Linked DNA regions of Mus musculus: region 2 is linked to region 1. A link is a contact called in public HiChIP or PLAC-seq data. All regions are on one chromosome and are shown on one strand. The core of a region is the stretch at or near the end of the contact, and the rest is flanking DNA. Distances in the headings are between cores, read along the strand shown.

The links. HiChIP or PLAC-seq counts read pairs in DNA pulled down with a chosen protein or histone mark.
Region 2: a contact with region 1 is called in an HNF4G HiChIP or PLAC-seq map of pancreatic cancer cells. The contact joins two enhancer-like sites. A contact is called at or near these places in 1 of 484 Hi-C or Micro-C datasets (CD4 T cells) and 1 of 115 datasets of contacts at active chromatin or transcription factors (pancreatic cancer cells).

What each region holds. Positions count from the first base shown.
Region 1 is chr10:19,530,258-19,533,156 of GRCm38.p6, forward strand. No RefSeq gene overlaps it. Among named protein-coding and RNA genes, the nearest start is that of Gm33104, 45 kb to the left of the region's middle. Within about 2 kb of position 1,359, at least 58 of the 459 cell types and tissues checked have an H3K27ac peak or open chromatin away from gene starts, as enhancers often do. A contact at or near this core is called in pancreatic cancer cells, where this site is marked.
Region 2 is chr10:19,955,377-19,958,275 of GRCm38.p6, forward strand. All of the region lies in intron 1 of Map3k5 (mitogen-activated protein kinase kinase kinase 5), which reads left to right. Among named protein-coding and RNA genes, the nearest start is that of Map3k5, 22 kb to the left of the region's middle. Within about 2 kb of position 1,500, at least 53 of the 459 cell types and tissues checked have an H3K27ac peak or open chromatin away from gene starts, as enhancers often do. A contact at or near this core is called in pancreatic cancer cells, where this site is marked.

The sequences.
Region 1 (2,899 bases), core at 109-2,608:
CCTCACCGGGGCTTCACGCAGCTAATAGAGTATGCACAATTCAAACACGACACACCACAACCTCAAGAGCAGGTGTGCTTATAAACACCCTATAAGAAGTTCACACAGTGTATGGCCCACTTCCTGAGCACGTGTTCTTCCGTTGGCTCACTAGCCTACTTCTGTCTCCGAAGGCTTGTCCTTTTCTTAATAAACCATCTCTATGTGGCTATGATGTGTCTCTAGTCCAGTTCTTTATTGCAGCACACACAAATCCAAATATTTCAGCAAATTCATTTTGCCTGTTGCCTAGGGACTCAGATCCCCATCTACCCATGGCCACTGAGATAGAAGCCTGGATGTGTCAGTCAAACCATGAGTAGTAGATACCCTGAAAGGCTCTTTACTATTAAATTTATCCAAGCTAATCCATTTCAAAATAAGACATTGAACAATGCTAGTGAGTGAGTTCTTCAGAGAAAGCATGAGAAAAGAAAACAGTAATAGACCATGGTAGCAGTGGGTGTTAAACTCATGAAGAAAAAGAGACAGAACGTGAGCTTGAGCCTGGTTGGGGTATAGCTTGGTAGTAGAGCACTTGCCTACCATGGGTTTCAATCCCCAGAAAAGATGAGCTTACAGAGGATTCTGAAATTTAGGCAGAGATATGCGTGAGGAACAGAGAGAACTCTCTAAACCTACATAATCCCCTGAAGTCACTCAATTAAAAACCAAGTTATTATATTGGATTATCTAAAAGTAAAAATCCACTTACATTTAATCTTCAGAAATAACTCACTCATTATGCATTCAAGTCTCCACAGAGGGATTTGCAAGCCAAGGACAGTGGCCCAGAAAAGCAAAACCTACCTCTTTCCTATTACAAGTGCACACTCACAAATCTGCAAGAGTTTGCAAAGGCAGCTTTGAACACCTCTTTCAACACCCAGCTTAAAAGTATTCTGTAATATGGTCAATTAAAAGCTGCTTCTCTCTGAAGAATGGCAGGACTCCCAGCTCTGTGTGTGGAAACCCCGGCTCTGTGCTACAGTTGTTGTTGTTGTTGTTGATGTTGTTGTTGTTGTTGTTGTTGTAAACTACATAAGGCATGATTGCCCCGCCACCACACACTTAGGTTATCAAAGCTTGTCATGGTACCTGTTACAAAGCATGAGTGGGTGCTTAACTTTTTTCAGCCTAATTTGTTAACTCATCACTCAATAAATAGCTGATAGATGATGAAACACCTCTAGAGTATGTGACACACTAAGATAAATTCAACAGGAACAGATATGCATGAGCCCCACCCTCAAGGAATTCCCAGGCTATTAGCAAGGGCTGCAATCAGAACACAGTTAGAGCAAATATTCGTGTACTTGCAATTCACAGTTCAAAGGTCAGGTGCTGTGTTCTATTTACCTAATAAGGCATTTGCCCAGCCTTGGAGGCTCAGGAAGCTTGAGGAAGTGATGTTTTGGACTTTGATCTGAAGAAAGAATGGCAGTTAAATAAGTAAGGAGGGTAGAGACTCATTCCTGGTAGGCAGTCCCACACCTGCAGTACTCTTAGGGTAGGCCAGGAGTGAGAAGGCCTGGTTCCTTTCCTACAGCTGGTGGGCCTCCAAGGAAGAACACCAAGGTCATTACTTCCCCACTCTTTTACGAGAGTATTATCACTATTAGTTGGCGCATGCCACTGCAGTAAAACTGTCTAAAGTGGGATTTTTTTTTTAATTAAATCATTTCTACTTGAAGCTAATACTAACTAAGTCTCTTAGTGATGGAAGAGACAGAGTCCAAACTGGCCATCTCTTGTCACCAACTGAAGCTTCTAATACCAGGACTGGGTTGCTTTCAATTGAGTTGTTGGCCAAGAGGTCCCATGGAGATCCCTAAACAACCCAGGCTGTTGCTAAGACAAACTCTCCTCAAACATCCAGGCCCCATTGCTGAGAACCACACCCATACAACTCATTAAACATGGAGAAGTTGAGCTGGGCTCTACATGGATTCACATCTACTCCCTTTGGTGAGAAGAATCTTTGGTGTGGGAAGATACTCTGCAGGTCATCAAAAGAGAAACTTAAATACCAACCTGTCCATAAAACTTTTGATCTCCAGTCTATCCTATCTGAAAAACATTCTGGGACAATGGTGACATAGAACGTGTGGAAGTAGCCAAACAATGTCTGATTGACTTAAGGCTTGATCCCTGAGACAGAACCCATACCCAAACACTACTGGTCTTTAAAAAAAGAAGAAAAAACTATCATTAAAATTACTCCTTATGATATTGTGCTAAACTCATAAATCAGAGTCTTATCCAGTCAGCATCAGAGAGGCTTCCTCTGAGGGCAGATAGGAACAGATGCAGAGACCCACAGCCAGACATTGGGCAGAGAGAGACCTTGAACATCCAGCTCTCAATGGGAAGTTTTAGTCAAATCCCTTCCCTCACAGCTCAGAGAACCCCACAGAAGGGGAGGTGGAGAGTGTAAGAAACTGAGGGTACCGAGGTCCTGCCTGAGTGTGAGGGTCCTGAGGAAGGAAAGAATGGGAACAGAGCTGATGCAGTAATGACTCAGAGTCAGTAATAGACACACACTGCTAGTTCAGGTCCTCTCCTGTCCCTGATGATTCTCAGTATTCGTTATTTAATTTCAGTTTAAGCTTAAGGGTAAATAAACATAGAAAGTCTGAACCCAGTCTTGTGTTTACTAAAGCTACATCATCAAGGCTTTGATCACTGTTAATAATTATCGAGAACTCATAGATTTACATAAGCTCTATGAGTCCCGGATCAATAATCCCAGCCCCCTGTTTCCTTAGAGCAGAACCAAGCACAAAACAAAAGCACATTTAGCCTTCCACAGCCTGTTTTTATGGACATCTGGGCACAGCTCTTCCAGTTTTCTGGTACA
Region 2 (2,899 bases), core at 250-2,749, 430 kb after region 1:
CTAGCCTTGTTTCTATTGTGATAAAATACCCTGGCAAAAAGGACACTTGGGGGAGAAAAGGAGTTTGTTTTAGCTTTACAATTCCAAGGTAGAAATATCAAACAATCATATCACTGCCACAGTCAGGGGTAGAGAGAAATGAATTCCTGTTTGCTTGCTTGCTATGTAAACAGTTCAGTTTCTCCTTTAAAACACAGCAACAATAATAACAACAGACAAGGTCTCACTCTGCCATCATGCTGGCCTGGAACTTAGTATGGTAAGCCAGGCTGCCCTTGAATTCACAGAGATCCACCTGCCTGTCCGCAGGTACCAGGATTAAAAGTGTGCATCACCATGACTAGCAATTTCTCTATTCTTACACAGTTCAGCACCCCTTGCTTCCACAGTGGGCTGGGTCTTCCCACATCAATTAACTTAATTAAGGCAGTTTCTCACAGACTCTCCACAGATAAATCCAATGTAGACCATCTCTCTTTGAAACTTGGTGCCGAGAAGATTCTAGGCTGTGTCAACTTGACAGTTAAAAGTAACCATCGAGCTGCCAAAATCAAAACCTGTGATGTTTTCAAGTAGGAAGAACATTTGCTTCTATGTTGACCTTTTTCCCTGTGTTTGAACATGCTTGGGTGACATGGTTGAACAGAGGTGAAAGGGCCGTCATCCACACTGCCTGATGTGTGAGAGGAAGGTGGCGAACATGCAAAAGTCCTATTTATAGGTAAAGTGCTTTCTCTAAGCCAGTGCGTCTCAGCCTTCCTAAGTCAGTGACCTTTTAATACAGTTCCTCATGTTGTGGTAACCCCCAAACCATAAAATTATTTTCATTGTTACTTCGTAACTATACTTTTGCTACTGTAATGAATTGTAATGTAGATATTTTTATCTTCCTATAGTCCTAGGCCACCCTGTGGAAAGGTCATTTGACCCTCCAAGGGGTTGAGACCCACAGGTTGAGAATGACTGCTCTAAGCTAACTACTTAGGCAAAAGAGTGGGGTTTATTGCCTTTTAAAAAACCATCTTTGCTATATACTGCTTTATCCCCGCTGGGGAATGGGCTAGTCTGTCACCTGCCACCTTTATTCTCCCTCTATGAAAAAGGCAAAGCAAAAGCTGGTGGTGTAGGTTTCCAGAGAACTTGGGGTAGCAATGGTGGTAGAAGCCTCTGGAGTCAGGGAGTGAGGAGAGGCCTCCCCTGAGGGTCAAGTGCAGATGCAAGTGTGTGTTTCCTAGACGGGTCTAATCTGCAGACTGCATTCCCAGAGGAGTTTGCAGCCACCAACAGTCTCCAGATAAAGATGGAGTCCCGGAGGCTCTTTTGTCAGGGCTTCCCCTGCTTCATCCCCTTCAGCTTTAGAAACAGCTGAGTTTCTGTTTCTTTTAGTATTTTTCGTAATCTAAATTCCCCACCAGCCTTATCCTCACACACTCATCGCCTTATTTCTGGTGCAATCCAGTGGCAGGCTGGAGCAGTTAGGAACAAGAGCCAACCCCTCCTTAATCTTTGGCTGGGGCACACCTGAGAGTCATGTGCAAACACTGGACGCTCCTTGGCTGCCTGTCCTATCGAGAGTTCTGTTTACATTTGGGAAAAGCATGAGTCTTCTATTTGGTGAACAGGATATGTTTCTAGCTGGAACCGCACAAAGTCAGAGCTGGGCTTTTCTGTTCCCCTCCCCTCGCCCCACTCCACCCCACCTCCACTCCCTCTCCCTCTCCTGCTCTTTCTTCAGACTGGCTGTCAGTCTGTATTTTTCTTTCTTAATTTTTGTCACTCGCTCCAATTGAGGCAGAGATTCTCACCCCAGATGAGAGACTAAAGGTATTTGTGTGATTTTCTTTAATTGTCTTGAATTGTATAGGGCTGTGAACAAACACCCTGCTTAGGAATTCTCAATTTTGGGTACATTTGCTGGCTGGTTGAAAGATACTTTGGTGTTTCTGGCACAGGGAGCTTTGGGTGCATGGTGACTGCCTTTCTTCCCTATATTCCCTAGCAGGTCTCAGTACTCTGAAAGGAACTTCAGAGCAGTACCCTGCTTTGAGCTCCCCTGGTTGGCTCCCCACCAATGGAAAGGACACTCGCTAGTCCACCACACAGGTTCCTGGAGGTCATTGTGGCCCCCTGTGACCAGGCCCAGCCTTGTCCCTTCCTGCCTTTCCCTGAGCAGATAGCTCTCAGGGGTCTCTCTCCATTCCTGCTCCCAAATCCTCTGCATGTTTTTTCCCCATGGCCCCACCACCCATCTTAAGGGCCTGTAGTTTTCCTGTGCTAGTGGTTGCTGGAACCAATAATTTAGGGAACAGGAGGATTCTTAGTCCTTCCTTCCTAGAATCTCCCTCCTGCAGTTTCTGGACCAAGCGGCCTCCTGATGGTCAGTATTCTGTGAGCCTCTGGCACCGTAGCCTACAGAGGGTCCTTTCCTGCCTATCCCAGTATTCCAGTTTAAGTCCACTGTTTGGTAATGCCAACTTGTGTTTTTTGGTTAGGGTCATCTTGTTCCTTATGTCTCTGTTGTTCACACGTGACTCTCTGAAGAATTTGCCATCGTGTGTTCAGGCTTCTGTAGGAAAATACTGTAGGCTGTGTGGTTTATAAACTGATAAGATTTTCTCACGCTCTACAGACTGGGAAGTCCAAGATCAAGCAAGGCACTGGAAGATTTGGTGTCTGATGCGGGCCACTTCCTCACAGACAGAGTCTGTTAATTATAGCCACAGGTTGCAAAGGAGACATGGTATCTCTCTGGCGTGTCTTTTATAAGGCCCTTATTCTGTTTATGAGGGCTTGTGTGATGTACTGAGTAAACATTAACAAATAATACTCCTAATTAAATTCCTCGAGCAGATGTGATTTTCTGTCAACAATGTGTCATGTAAGCACTCAGGAAATATTT